Regions from separate parts of the Gossypium hirsutum genome. Here region 2 is linked to region 1. The links are chromatin contacts, called in public Hi-C maps. All regions are on one chromosome and are shown on one strand. Each heading gives the region's core, a stretch centred on a gene start, on an enhancer-like site or on the middle of the called end of the contact. The rest is flanking DNA. Distances are from core to core; before and after follow the strand shown.

Evidence for each region. A called contact is a pair of places that touch in the nucleus more often than the background predicts.
Region 2: a contact with region 1 is called in a Hi-C map of callus, with 2.2 times the contacts expected there. The contact joins the enhancer-like site here to the promoter of LOC107909845 in region 1. A contact is called at or near these places in 9 of 34 Hi-C or Micro-C datasets (callus, hypocotyl, leaf and 2 more).

What each region holds. Positions count from the first base shown.
Region 1 is chrD02:56,899,040-56,906,695 of Gossypium_hirsutum_v2.1, reverse strand. LOC107909845 reads left to right here and starts at 2,886. Exons shown (of 3, transcript XM_016837527.2): 1 at 2,886-3,306; 2 at 3,414-3,506; 3 at 3,627-4,652. The coding sequence starts at 3,259. The coding sequence ends at 4,577.
Region 2 is chrD02:56,960,903-56,968,503 of Gossypium_hirsutum_v2.1, reverse strand. No RefSeq gene overlaps it. Among protein-coding and RNA genes, the nearest start is that of LOC107909844, 35 kb to the left of the region's middle. Within about 2 kb of position 1,288, at least 4 of the 9 cell types and tissues checked have an H3K27ac peak or open chromatin away from gene starts, as enhancers often do. A contact at or near this core is called in stem, where this site is marked.

The DNA.
Region 1 (7,656 bases), core at 1,637-4,136:
GAAATAATTACGAGTCAGGGGCATTTCGGTCCACACAATTGAATATTAAGCATGAGGACAACAACTGATCTAAGGTTAATGACGATGACCACTCTAAAGTATATAAATACGCTCATTTAACACATGTTATGAACAACTTTCATACTGTATAATTTTCTTCCTAGATTTAGTCTTTAGTTTTTCTCTGTTCTTAGACTATAGGTTTATTTCAGTTTTTGTTATTTGCTTTTGTGAAAGAAATTAGATTTGTGAAACATAATCAAACTTTGTGAGGATTCTGCACTCAATTCTAGTACAAATCAGGCTTCTTCTAAACTTTATACTCTTGAATTATTATTCATGTCTACTATTTCTATCAAGTTGATATTGTTTGTGAGATACATAAGGAACTAATCCTCTTGTGAGGAATTAGCGAGTGGAGATATGATTAATTAACTATTTTGTAGGGTTCTCTTAGCGGATCAACTATTTAGGAAAAGAAGAACCTAAACCTTAGGCCTGACAACCCTAAGAAGTCATTAAGGTGGGAATTAACCCAAATTTGGTATGGCCTATCCTTGAACACCTTAACCCTGAACCAGTTTGGACTCCAAGGTTGAGGGATAATTAGTTCTTACCGACTCGTTATTTTAGTGGAAGATCGAAAGATACTGCCGGGATATCGACTAGTTGATTGAACAAGAAAACCTAAAGCAACAGTTGGTTATGATTACTGAAGCTAGCTAATCACCCATTTTCAGATTTGATACATTCTATAATTTTATTTCTCGTGATTTGATTTGATTTATTATTATTATTATTATTATTATTAGTATAGATCACAAAAACCTTTCTTTTTATTCCATCGTAATATAATTCATTTAAAGTACTAATTAGATCTATTTATGCTTAGGTTAGAATTAATTTAGTACTCATCTCCCTTGGATATGATCCTTGGAGTACTCATCTACTCCATTATAACTATATTACAATTTGACCCGTATACTTGCAGATACCGCCTTTTCATATATTTTGTGGAGGATTTTTACTCTGGATGTTAGTACGTTCGAAGGTGGTTAGATATCGATGTATGAAAGTTTGATATAAATTTGTAAAATTATATATATGCTATATTCTTTTATTCTTGTAGTGCTTACTAAATCTTCACCAGCTTAACACATTTATTTTTAGTGTGTAAGTACAATTAAATTTGACATGTTTGATTGGAGTCGTTAGCTGCTCATTTCATCACATCCTCAAGCTCGGGAAAATAGGTATTATGTTTTGGTGTAGAAATGACATGTACATAGGTTTTTGAATATGTTAGGTTATGCTACAAAATTTGTAATTTTTGTAAGATTTAAATGAAATTTTAGTAAATTAATGTTGTATGGTAATGCATATGTGTTTGAGTGTCTTTTACACTGAAATTGGTGTTTTGGGCTGGGAAGAAATTGAAATTTGTTATGTAGGGACTAAGGTGTAAAATTTTAAAAATTGTAAAATTTCCTTCAATTTTGGCCCATACGGCCTTAGAGAGTTAGACGGGCTAGTCACACGGTAGTGTGAGTGTTGAAAATTGGTCAATTTTGGAGCCGTACGGGCTCAAAGACTTACACGACCATGTGGTAGACACAACCATGTGCCTTTTTTTTTTTGCAAAAGTTCATATTTCACTTTAAAGCACTGTTTTAAATACTCAAATGTTTAAGGAACTTATCGGGCTCCTCACTAACATTGATAATGGTTAATTAATGAATTGGTAAGTTACAAATGGGTTCGAAATGAGTATTTACTTGTTAGAGTTTGGTTGATTAATACTCTAATATTTAATGTAGCATTCCTATATTTGATCCGATAGTCGGGTTAGGTATAGGGGTGTTACAAGAGATGACAACTTTCCATCTTAATGCATCATTTCAAATACTATGATAAGAGAGAAAATAAGAGAGTTACGTATGTTAACTTAAAATTATGTATATTTCAAAAGTTTCAATTTCTTTCCTCTTATTTTTCAACTCCACCAAGTAATAAATAGAATGAAAATTACTTTTTCTTTCAAAATTTTCATATTTCTTACCAAAAGTTGAGAAATAACAATTATATTTTCTATTTTTCCACTCTTTCATTTTTCTTTCCCTCTACCAAGTAAAGCTTAAATTGGAAAACAATTAACATCAGTTACATTCAAAGAAGAGATCAAATCGAAAATAATTAACGCCATCTTCAAATGTTTTTATTTTCTCATTTTCGTGAAGTACATGCTTAAACTTCCTTGTTTAATTTGCGAGTAAATTATTCTTTGACCCTAGACCTCTTTGATATTTATTTTGGTTATTTTAATATATAGTTGTTGTAGATTATAGTTTGTAAATAAATAGAAATGTTGTATAAAATTACATTCTAATATTAAATTCGATGTATATTAGTTTTAGGGTAATTGTATAAATTGAAATTAAATGATAAAAGTTCGTTTCATTGCGGTTGATGATCTACTTGTGGACGCCTCCAAGGGAGGAGAAACAAGTGACCTGGAAAACAGTCTTAAAATGACAAAAAAACAGAAGGTAAAGGAAACCAGATTTTTGGCTCGGGGATGCGATTAGAACAATTATTCCTTATGCTTTCTATTGTAAAATAATAATTCAGGGAAAAAGACTCATAACAAACCATCTTAAAGATAAAATAATATGTACAATGTTGTCTGTTCCTTCATTCCTTCACTTCATTGGTAGATACTAAAAGAGTTGGGCCTTTAGTCCAAATCAATGTTGTAATCAAAGGTGAATTATTAGAATAGGTTACATAGACCCGAGACTGTGAGCCGAACCCCATGCAATTATTATTAGGTAAGCCCTTTGCTTTACAGTCATTAAATTTAAATAAATAAATCACACTCATAATTTAGATGGTGTTTTCCATGGAATGGAAACTCCATTATTTCTTGTGGTTGGCTTTAGTTGTCCGCCAGTCTCAGTCAGCTTGAGTTTACGGGCGTAATTGAAGCAGTTGATTTTAAAATATTCTATATTGTGGAACATGGGTGTTGTCACTTGGCGGCGTCTTCTTATTGTTGCTAAACCTTGTAGTCTTTTAATATCGATTTCAGTCCTACCCTTGCACTGAAATTAATCTTACAAATTTCCCACACTGACATAAGGCTAAGCTCTCACATCTTTATCATATTGCCTATTTTTCTGTCTTCGTCTTCTTCTTTTTCTTCTTACTTGTTGCTTGCAGGATTTGCCTACTTATGGTACAAGGACCATAGGCATCATCATGGAAAGGAACTTAGAAGAAAGCCTTGTTCTGCATGAAGTATCTAAGGTTTTTGCCTCTTTTTATTGGCTTTTTTACTCTCAGGTTGCTTTGATATTGGTTTTGATTCAGAAAAAGGAAATCTTATGTAAGGGTTTTAATTTGATTCTTTTTAGGATATGGCAGAAAGTGAATTTGATCCATCAATCTTGCTTTCAATGCCCAATTCACCAAGCCAAAATGGCAGACCAAGCAGCATGGTTATCAAGGCAAGTTCTTTTAATTAATCTGACCTTTTAAGAACATTATCTTGAAAAAGGAAAAAACAGATTTTCTTTTATTTGATATTTGAGTTTCTTTTAATTGTGCATTGGACTTTTAACAAGCAGAAAGCACAAAGTGTAATCCCTGCCCATTTGGTAGCTGAAGCAATCTCAACACTACAAGGCCTTGACTTGAGATGGTCTGGTCCCATAACACCCACTGAAATGCAATATGTAGAGCAATATGTCTTTGCAAAATATCCTCAATATTGCAATGGACTTGTGGAAGATGGACTAAAGATGATCGATGTCGACAGTCTATCCAACAGTGACGAGTCCTTTGAGACCGTTGTTACCGACAATAAGCAGAAATCACCAAGGATTGTAGGCAACAGGGAGTCCTTTTCATCTTCATCAACTTCTGGTATGGCAGATATTGACAACACTCAATTAGAGGCTTCAAGGCTTCTTGATATCCTCACTAGGAAAACTTCTTTCCTAGGGAACTTCGTTTCAATACCTGAAATTCAAGCTCAAAACAGGGCTTTGAAACATTGTGGGCTAAGTGAAGATGAGTATTTAGTGCTTTTCATGCCAAATTACAAGGATGCTATGATGTTGATTGGTGAAAGCTACCCCTTCTTTAAAGGGAACTATTATTTGACAATCATTGCTGAAGAATCAGACTACATAAGGGAATTCGCTAGCCAGAGAGAATCAAAGGTTATTTCAGCACCAGAAACATGGTTGGATTTGAGGATTAAAGGATCACAACTTAGCCAAAACTTCAGAAGAAAATGTAAACATAGTCCCAAAGGGCTTTTTGCCTATCCCGCTGATGTAAATGGGACGACTAGGCTTTCAATGCATTGGATCTCGGAGGCACATAGAAACTCATGGCACGTTCTCCTTGATGCGACCACGTTGGTTTTCAGCGAGGGCCAGCGGCTGCCACTCGCACTCCACCGACCGGACTTTGTGTTATGTACAGTTGATAACACCCACGCTCACCCTTCCAAGATTACCTGCCTGCTTGTTAGGAAAAGATCATTTGATACCACCTCTTCTTCTCCCTAGATTTGCATTTTCTTCAAGCCTTGTTTCAGTTCACATTGCGGTAAAGAATTATCTACGTTTCCAAAAATATATTAACCAATAGACTCGAGTCTCACTCCAATCTGAATTATTACTTAATTACTCAAAATTTTGACAAAATAATGTCATTCGTGGCATTTTGCTGGTGGGGACTTGGGAGCTATCCAGATTAACAATATTTTACCATGTTTTGAACGGAAGTTAAAAGGCTACATTCTTTTTAACTTACAATTTAAGGTGCTGCTTAACAAAATGTGATATTAGTAAGGGAGTATTGGATTACAAAATATAATATTATTTAGTGTAAATAGCCGATCAACTACAAAAACAAAAAAAATATTCATTTTAGGTTAAAATAAAAATTTACAATTTAAGCACCCATGTTACATAATTCGATCAATTTGGTTACTCCCGTTAAAATCACAAATAGCAAGTTGACGTGGCAGTTAAAAAATCAATATAATAACAAATTTAGCCCTCAAGTTTTACATCTAAAATCAATTTAGTCATAATTTTAAATAATTAACCTTCAAATTTTACAAATGGCCTCAATTAGATCCTAATTCTAAAAAATCCAAAGAAATATATAAAAATACATAAATATTTTAAAAATATAATAATAAATTTAAAATTTATATTAATATTAATATTTATGTTAATAGTAAATAAATTTATGCTTTTAACGGGAATGACAAAAATGATTGAATTATATAACGTTGGTGCTTAAATTGCAAACTTTTATTTTGGGTGCCTAAAATGAATTTTTTTTATAGTTAGGTAACTATCTGCATAGTTTTACCTTATTATTTATGATAATAAAATTATCATAATGTAAGATTATTTAACAAATTACCATGTTTGGTTAATTTGGTTGGAATATAAGATTTTGTTGTTTGGTTGCCAAAATGTAAGATTACCTAGAAGCTTATCATACTAAATTGTCCTTGTTATAGTTTATTTTTGTTAAAATATGTAATAAGTCTCTATACTTTTCGTAAATTTAGAATTTAATCCATATATTTTTCTTATTTTAATATTCAGTCTAACTATTACACTACTAAGTAGGGGTGTGCATAATTCGGGTAAAACCGAAAAAATTCGGTTAACCGACCGAATTCGGTTAATCGGTCGGCTAACCGAATTTTTTCGGTCGGGGGTCGGTTAATTTTTTTATGATTTTTCGGTTAACGGTTAATTCGGTTCGAAACCGGTCGGTTAACCGAAAATTTTCGGTTAACCGAAAAAATTAATAAATAAAATTATCCAACCCAACCCAAACTCAATTACCCAACCCAATAAAACTAAAACTAAAGTTTACCCAATTACCCAATCCAATAAAACTAAAACTAAAAGACAACCCAATTTACTAAAGTCTAAAACCCAATTTACTTTAATAATTTATAAATTTTTTAAATTTTAAAAATAAAAAATAAAAAAATTCGGGTATTTTTCGGTAATTCGGTTAATTCGGTTAATTCGGGTAATTCGGGTAATTCGGGTAATTCGGGTAATTCGGGTAATTTTTAACCAAAAATAAAAAATACGTAATTTTCGGTTAATTCGGTTAACCGACCTTATTAACCGAAAAAATTTCGGTTCGGTTAAATTTTTTTTTAAAAAAATCGGTTCAGTTAACGGTTAAAATTTTTGGAAGGTCGGTTAATTCGGTTATAGTAATTTCGGGTCGGTTAACCGAATGAACACCCCTGCTACTAAGGTTATTTTGTTAAATTTAGGTTTATGACAACGCCGTTTTTTTTCAGTTGCTACCAAGTGAGTATTTTTTTTATTTTAAAATATCACACCAATAATTTTAACAATGTTAACAATTAAACTTAAATTTTGTAATCTGAAAAATAAAGGCCTAAATTCCTGGAAATAAAAATACATGAATTTGCAAAAAGAAAAATCTATAACATATTTTAACCATTTATTAACAAGTTTAATTATTTCAACATTAATTTAAAGATATTGATGTTAAGTTCATCAAGTACTTCCGTTAAACTCTCAAACTATATATTCTCATTTTCATTTCAAGATTTAACATAGTATTATTATAATTAATATATTTCGTTTTACATATGTTGTCTCATGAATACATTAATCTCAAATTTTTTCATTTTATCACTAAATTTTATTTTATTTTGATTAGAAATATTTTACATAATTTTTAAATTTCATTAATATACGCTGATATCCAACAATTTTATCTATTTTATTAATTTATTAAGTTAGAATATTATCTTATAATAATTTTTGAGAAATATATACAAATATATTTACGTAATATATAAAATTTTTTTCATAAATCTAGATTACTCTTGAAAACTTATATTACCTAAGAAATTATATTGAAATTATCCCATATTTCGAAATCTTAACTTTACCGGAAATGTAATATTAGTGGCTCAAGGTAATCTTTGCAAACCAAACTTAAGAATGTTATGCCAAAATGTAATATTATATGGAAAATATAAGACGACTTGAACCAAATGCCCCCTTAACACATTACTGGACATTTTATATTTGTCTATTTTAATCATTTTATTAGAATGTAAAATTTTATTGCTTAGTTGATAGAATGTATGATTACCTCATATTTTACTAAATTATTTTTGTTATAATTTTTTAACAAGTATAGTTCCTTAACTTTAATTGGTTGATATTGATATGAAAATTCATAAAGCTCTTCTATTATACTCTAAAACTTTCTATTCTCATTTTTGGTACAAAAACCTAAATCTTAGATTTAATATAGTATTATTATAATCAATATATCAATTTTCCTTTGAGTGCAAGCATTACCCCATTATTTAATTACATCAGTTTTTATTGCTCTTATTTTTTTTATTACTACACCTCATTTAATTTTTATTAAAATGTATTTTGGATCAATTTTAATTTTGGTTAATATATTGTTTATATTAAATATTATAATTGATAATTTGATCCATTCATATTAAACTCATCAAATTTATAAAAAAAAAGTGTAAAAATGTCATAAAGTGAATATTATTCCCAAAATCTTACATTACTTGAGGAAGAGATGATATTGAGATTA
Region 2 (7,601 bases), core at 39-2,538, 63 kb before region 1:
CATAACTTACTTTTTAGTGTGTGATTTTCAAGAGCAGCAAATTTTGTTGGAGGTAACTTCCTTCTTTTTATGTTGTAATTAATAAGCTAGATTTTCTATTATCTTTTGCTTTTAGAGTGCTCTTAGAGCTGGCAAACAATATAAACAACAAAGAAATGAGTGAAAATAGAAAAAAGTACTATATTTTAGTGATTTTCCTTATTTCTGCATTAAATAATATTTTTGTATTATTTAATTCATTAATAGTGTTTTAGGTAAACAATTTTTCATTAAATTTGAATGATATAATAATTGTTGAAATAAGCCATTTGGAAAATATGTTTGCTTTGTCTTATATTTAAGTTAAATTGTGTAAATAATAACTTTATTTTTTTTATCATTAAATAATAAATGATTGATAGAACAAGTAAATAATAACATAATTACATAATGCATGCCATGTGTCCGTATCCAACAACTAGGTATCAAAGTTTAGTTTGAATACATGACTATAAATAATTAAAAACAGGCTGCCATCATTTATAGGTGAAAAAGGAGGAGCCTATCACGTGCGAACCTAAAAAAAAAAGGAAAAAGGAAAAAGAAAAAAAAATAAGAGAGAAGAGAACATAAATTTTGCTTTTAATAAGTAAAAGTTAATATTTGATATATTGACAATATACTCTTTTTATTTTATAAAATAGTTTTAAAAAATTGTCATGCGTTTTTTTCTTTTAAATATTTACTATATCTTTATAAGGCATTTGTCGATCTCCTAATCTAAAAACTCTATTGACAGTATATCAAATGATTTTTCTAAATTAAAATCCATTTATCTAAAAGTAAGCAAATTTTGCTACAATAAGATAGTAAAGGCAGTGGTGCATACCTCCCATTACATCCAAACCTCATATTCTACATTCATCATCTACCATTAACACACAACTTACATATATGCCGCATAATCAGTGAGGAATAGAGGGTAGAATGAGTTGGAGAAGTTGTTTAACCCCTCTAGCTGGTTTGCCCATGAACACGTTTGTTGCCATAAAGTGTAAATTAGTGCGGTCCAAGCAAGTTTGAAAGCAATCACTCCCAATGATTTGCCTTTCAAATGGTGGACACCCCATTCAATTGTTTCATACCATGAGCCACACCTCCAATCTATGTTTCATTTCAGCATAATTTCCCCAAATTTGTCGAGTAGCGTCGACAATCACAAAATAAATGGTCTCTTGTTTTAGGGAATCAAGCTGAATCGGAACATCCCAAGCTTCACCTCTATTCTTCGTTGGTAAGCTGCCCAACACTGCCAACCAAGCAATAAAAGAATGTGTTGGGAATTCTGAAACAACAACACCAGCTTGTGCCACATTAGCTACTTTCCTCCCTATGTCTTAACGCTCGCCAAATAGAAGCAGCTTTGTATTTCAGACCACTCCTATTGCATGGGAGTAAATTCCCTGCCCTTGTCTAGTAGTACTCATTTTGTAACATTTTAGTAGCACCAAATGGACCTTCATTTCACAATTAAATATTAAAAAATCCAATAATTTGAAGAGCAACCAAGTTGTTGAAAGAGATAATAGTTGTGTAATTTAGATGGGGAGCATATATAAAGGGCACTCATATTTTAATACTATGAGACGTAGTGTAGTAATTGCTCACCTTGTCTCTTAACTTTAAGGTTAGGGTTTTAATCCTCGCTTGTGGGGATGGAATAGATTTCATGTTTAAAAAAGAACTCAGAAATTCTCTAATTATTTTAAGAAAAAATTAGTGTTAAAAATTTCTAATGGAAGAATTTTAAATTGTGACTTGTTAGGCATATGTTTTCCCTCAAAAACAATCTGGGAAGTAAAATATTCTACACTTTACTGCAACACTATAATACAAAAACGAAATAACCAAAATGTACGAAGCAGGATTCATCAGTATTTTTTTAAAAAATTGATTGAGTTTGTAGCGAAATGAAGTTGATATGGACATGAATAATGGCGTGATTAAGTAGTAAAAAATTTGGATGAGAAACCTCAGCCAAAAGGTGATAATTTTTATGTATATCCAGAAAAGCTCCCAAACTTTCTTCTTGATGTAACAGGTTTCCGGAAATTGAAAGGGGAGAGGTCACAGGCATTCCAACCCTTCAATTTTAACCCCATATTAAACAATCATTATATATACACATCAAAACTCTCTCCCTTGAATCTTTCTTTTTCTTTTTTTAGATAAAATCAAACGTCATTTGCGACAGAGATTGGTTCTTTATTTGTTTTCCGAAACCTAAACATGAAAGAACAAAAAGATAATATCTTAATTAACTTAATAAAAAATAATGGCTCAAATAAATCGCAAATCGGCAGAGATATAATTAACAAAGAAACCTCAGTTGGAAGTCATATAAATAAAGGAAAAGTGCAACTGCAACTGCAACCGGGTTTGGTTTAGGTTTTAGCCATTGGAAGCTTACTAATCTTATATATAACCCTGATGTGTATAGCCAATTGAACGTCACGATTGAGAGCTCCACTTCATCTAACTTCATCTGTTTGATTCTCTTCAAAACTGAATATTTAAACTCTGGGTAGCTATAAACATGAGAGAATCGTGTTGTTAACTACAAGAAATTAATAATTAATCACAAAAAGGGTTGACTCTAATGTAGCATATTAGCATTTATATATATTCTTGAGAAACATGAATGGGTTGGGTTAGGTAACTTTAGCAAGCAAATGTTGCATCAGACGGTGTTAGAAACAAAAAACGTGATGCTTGGTCGGCATCTAATCCTTATCGAATAATATTATCTAATAGACTATAACCCTTCATTATTAGCCAGGGAAGTTGAAGAACGGCAAGACTTGTTCAAATTCAAAGAAAAGGCCATATGCATGCTACCATTTTATTTTTCTTTATTGGTTGTGTTAATCTTGGATGAAAAACGAAAATCTTAAAACATCTTTGAATCACTATAAAATGTTAACATAATTTTTTTATTGGTTCTTTTAATCTTGGATGAAAAACAAAAATCTCAAAACATCTTTGAATCACCATAAAATGTTAAGGTAATACTATTTAAGATTTGAATCTCAATATTTGCAATTCTGATCGCTATCCAAGTTAAGTCTAAGGTCCACTATTAATTATGCATGTACGACTTAACTATGCTTAGTTGATATGAATGTCTCAACTTTTGAAAGCAAAATCAAATGGTGGCTAAGAAAGTGGTTAAGTGATAGAATCCCCTTTACCAAACTAAAGTCCAACAATTGGACTTCCCATGTTTTCAAAAAGAGAGATGCTAATTAATTACACAAAGAGAAGAGTCTTAGTAATTAACAAAATTTATGTATTCTTCACAAATCTGGTCAGCAAAGCTATGATGTTGTATTTAATCCGGTGATCATCATGATTATCAATTTATTAGTGAAATCAAATGGTTAATTTTATACTTGAGATTATATCTGCTAAATTATCATCTGCCTTTGGACTTGTTCTGGTGTTAAGTTTATAATGTTGGCTTCCTGTATCTAATCTCCGGATGATGGTTATTTTTGTCTCAAACAACTAAAATTTATGTTTTAAAGGCAATTATTTTGGGAAAATGTTCTTACTATAATATAAGTATAGATATGCATCTACCTTTGACTATAGACTGTATAACTTTGTGAAGCTCTCGGCTTTTCGGAGACGCCAATATCCACACAACGCATATATTACACTCGAATTAAAATTACAAATATTAATAATTGAATTGCCCGTGGTATATACCTTGTAAAGTATTTGGGGTATATCTGATCACAAAATGTATTCTATTCTCAAGAGGTAAGGATTAAACCGCGATCCTATAGTTAAGAGATGAGGTGAACAATCACTATACCATTAGTTGAGGTATAACTAAATCTAATCAAATTAAAATTAAAATTTAACTAAGTTTTAATTTTGAAATTCCATTTAGATAAAAATCAAATCGTTTAAATTCGTTCAATTAGCATAGTTTAATTAAAAATTAAACTCATCAATGAAAATTAAATTAAGAAAACCTTAATTGAGCTTACAAGCTACTCAAGCAAAATATTGGAATATTCATATTTGGCTTGTTTAACTCTAGTTAACATATCCAAAATTGAGTGTTTCTAAGAATATATAAGCTTGAATAAGATGAAATACGAATGTTGGAAAACCCAAATGCCAGAAATTTACTGTTCCCCACCATGAAAGGTTGTCGAGGGTGTCAAAGGAAGTTGACTAGGTAAAGGGAAGTATTAGCTTAAGAACATGTCGTGTCTACACCTTAAAAATCAAAATTAGATTGATTCAGTTTTAGCAGTACTTGCAAAACACTCAACTGTGTAATGGGTCAGTAATGGCATTCGATTGGTTAAAAAGAAAACGAAATTAGATTTCCAAATTTTGTAATTGTTTTATCTAACAACAATAATAATGTTGGTAGCATGTGAAATTACAATGAGTGCTACAAACATAAGCTGATGAAAGAAACAACATGATCCATCCTGGGGCCAGCAAGTGGCGGAGAATCCGACACAATAATCCCACTTTTTCTTTTAAGAGGGTTCGGCAAAGTTGTTTTGGTCATTATAACTACCAAATCTCCCATAATTTAGTACTTTCAGGAACAACAACTAAGCAATGCCAATGAGGGCTGTTCTTACCTCCTATACAACTCAATCATGCCGTACTAGGGATTTAAATTACGGTTTTCCCATAATTACGGGTTTATCATACGACAGTCAAAATTGAAATCGTAAAATAATGACGTGGATAATTAAACCCTAGCAATGAGTATAAAGGTACCAATGTTTTGCTTCTTGACTCCGCAACTAAGGTTTGGAAAAGGACCTGAAGAAGAAAAGATATGAATCTGATTGACTGCACACTTTCCTGTCTGAAAGAGATTTTGCATGTTGCTATGATTTTTTTTTCAGAGGCTGCTGCTGCTCATCCTTTAGTTGTAATTCTCAAGCAGATATAATTATTGTTTGCAACAAATCTTGATCAGTTATAATTACAAGCACTAATAGCAAAGCACATGCCTGCATGAAATTAAAAAAGAAGAAAAAAAAAAGGTATAATAGGGGGGAATCCAAAGCTGTTTTTTCAAGTAAAAACGAGGCATTGAACACCATGTTTTCCTTGTAATAGATTTCCCAATTCTAATCAAGCATGCTTTGATGTTTTTGGTAGACCTCAAACAAAACATTATTGTGTGATTACAACAATTAAGATTAAGTTGTCTTAAATGTTTGTATAACCACCGTTTTGCTTCCTTAAAAAGGTCTAAAAACATTGTGTATTTTGTAGTGGGTGCTTTATCCTTTGTGAGGGGGTTCAAATTGTGTGGATAATCATGTGGGAAATCCAGAATTTGGATTCCTTTGCATTAACGGAAAACATAATTATTGCAATGGAAATATCATGTTCTATCTCTTGTTTACAAGGTAAAAATTACATGTTGCTTTTTGTATAAAATTTGGGATTTGCGAAACCCTCAAGTTTGATTTTGATTATATTTTACTGCTTGATCACACACTTCCTCAAAACAAAAGCATGGTTTCTTGGACAAAATAAGGTATATAAAATGTAAATATGGAAATTCCTATAATTACAAATAAAATGATTTAGATTTATTTTGATAAAGTAAAAATTTTAAAAAATTTAATAAAAATAATTTTAATATATAATTATTTTGTACTCTTGACTACAAAATATTTGCAATGGGGGCTGCAAGCAAGTTGAGATAGAAGGAGACATTACAATAGAATATTAAGTCCGTGGGGCTTACCTATATCTACTTTCAGAGTGACACAAGATTGGGGGTTATGATTTCGCCCCCATTTGTGAAAACAGATAAGAACGAAGTTGTGGCATCCATTAATATATCTTCATGATCCTTTCTTACCAAACAATTAAGGATGTTTTAATCCCAAAAAGAATAAAAAATAAATAAGAAAAACGTAAAGGAGTTATCTTATCTACCACATGTTTTCTTGTCCCTCAATTGGGTCGTTTTTCTACTTGTATTCAAATTTGGGGGTTATATCTCATCTAAACCCCACTGTGCTCAACTTTGTGTTGGGTCTATATATTCAGGCTCTTTGGGTTAATAGCCGCTTCACCATATCCGTTCCCCAAGATGGTTCCATATGTTTTTAGTCCATATAAATGATTATGAATTTTGTGAATCAAACCTAAAGGAAAATGTTTATGAATGACCTCAACTACTTACTCGACTCACTAATTAACTAAGTTATTATTATAACTTAAAAGATAAAAACATAAGAAAAATATAAATGATTGGTAAAAGAAATAAATACGCAATAAAAAATAAAAAATATTAAATTGTTATCCAATTCTAATTCACTATGATAGTGTAACACCCTTCACCTGGTCCGGTCACCGAAGACAAGCTACGAGATGTTACCACCGATCACCTGAATGATCTTTTTTTTAATAGGTTCGCAGATACAAGGCTCGCATTAATTACAATACGCACAGAACATAATATGCATAACCTACAACATGCTTAATACATACATGGCGGACTCTCTTACGGATAGTTCAACTACGGATAGAATGTCCTACAAATTCCTACACTGTGGAATGGTAAACTAAAACGCATGTAACCCTATGCTTTGTTCAAATAACATCTCAGCGGATACAAAACTGTTACATGCATATGTATCTAGAAATAGACTGGTGCCCCCTTCATTTACAACATCAAAAGACGGACATAAATAATTTCGAACTTGGTAAGTTCGCATACTCATAGCCACCTACATACATGCCACAACCCAAACTAAATTAATCAAGTCTACCAAATCTTTGAATGGATAATGTGAGCTTCTTGTAGAGCCAATCGATGCGACTTGCGTACAAAATCTACAGGAAATGTAACAACACAAGAGTAAGTATTATAAATACTTAATAAGCTCATACAAGACCAACCATCAACTTACCTTGCGTACAATTGAAAAGTTAATCTAATATGCATTCATGGTTTGCCAAACAAACCAAAAACATTTTCACATAATGAGCGAACACTTTATCAACATACAGTATATCAAGTATGCAACATGATATATTAACACTTTCATACCTGATTTATTCCCATTCATTTTCAACATAATAAGTGCAAACACTTTATTAATCATACAGAATATCAAGTATGCAACATGATAATTAACATTTTCATACCTGATTAATTTCCATTCATTTTCAACATAATAAGTGCGAACACTTTATCAATCATACAGAATATCAAGTATGCAACATGATATATTAACATTTTCATACCTGATTCATTCCCATTCATTTTTTTTGAACCAATTCCCATTCATTTTCAACATAATAAGTGCGGTCACTTTATTAATCATACAGAATATCAAATACGCAACATGATATGTTAACACTTTCATACCTCGCATGTTTTATGATACCTGATGTAACATCGTAAAAGAACTCAAAACATAGGCACGCTTCACATCAAAGGCTCATCCAAGCTAATCATATACATAAGTGTCAAGTTACCCGTCTGGGCTAAACCTTTATCGACACAATAATAGCCTAGCCATAGCTATATATACTGTTAGAGTTGTAACCCA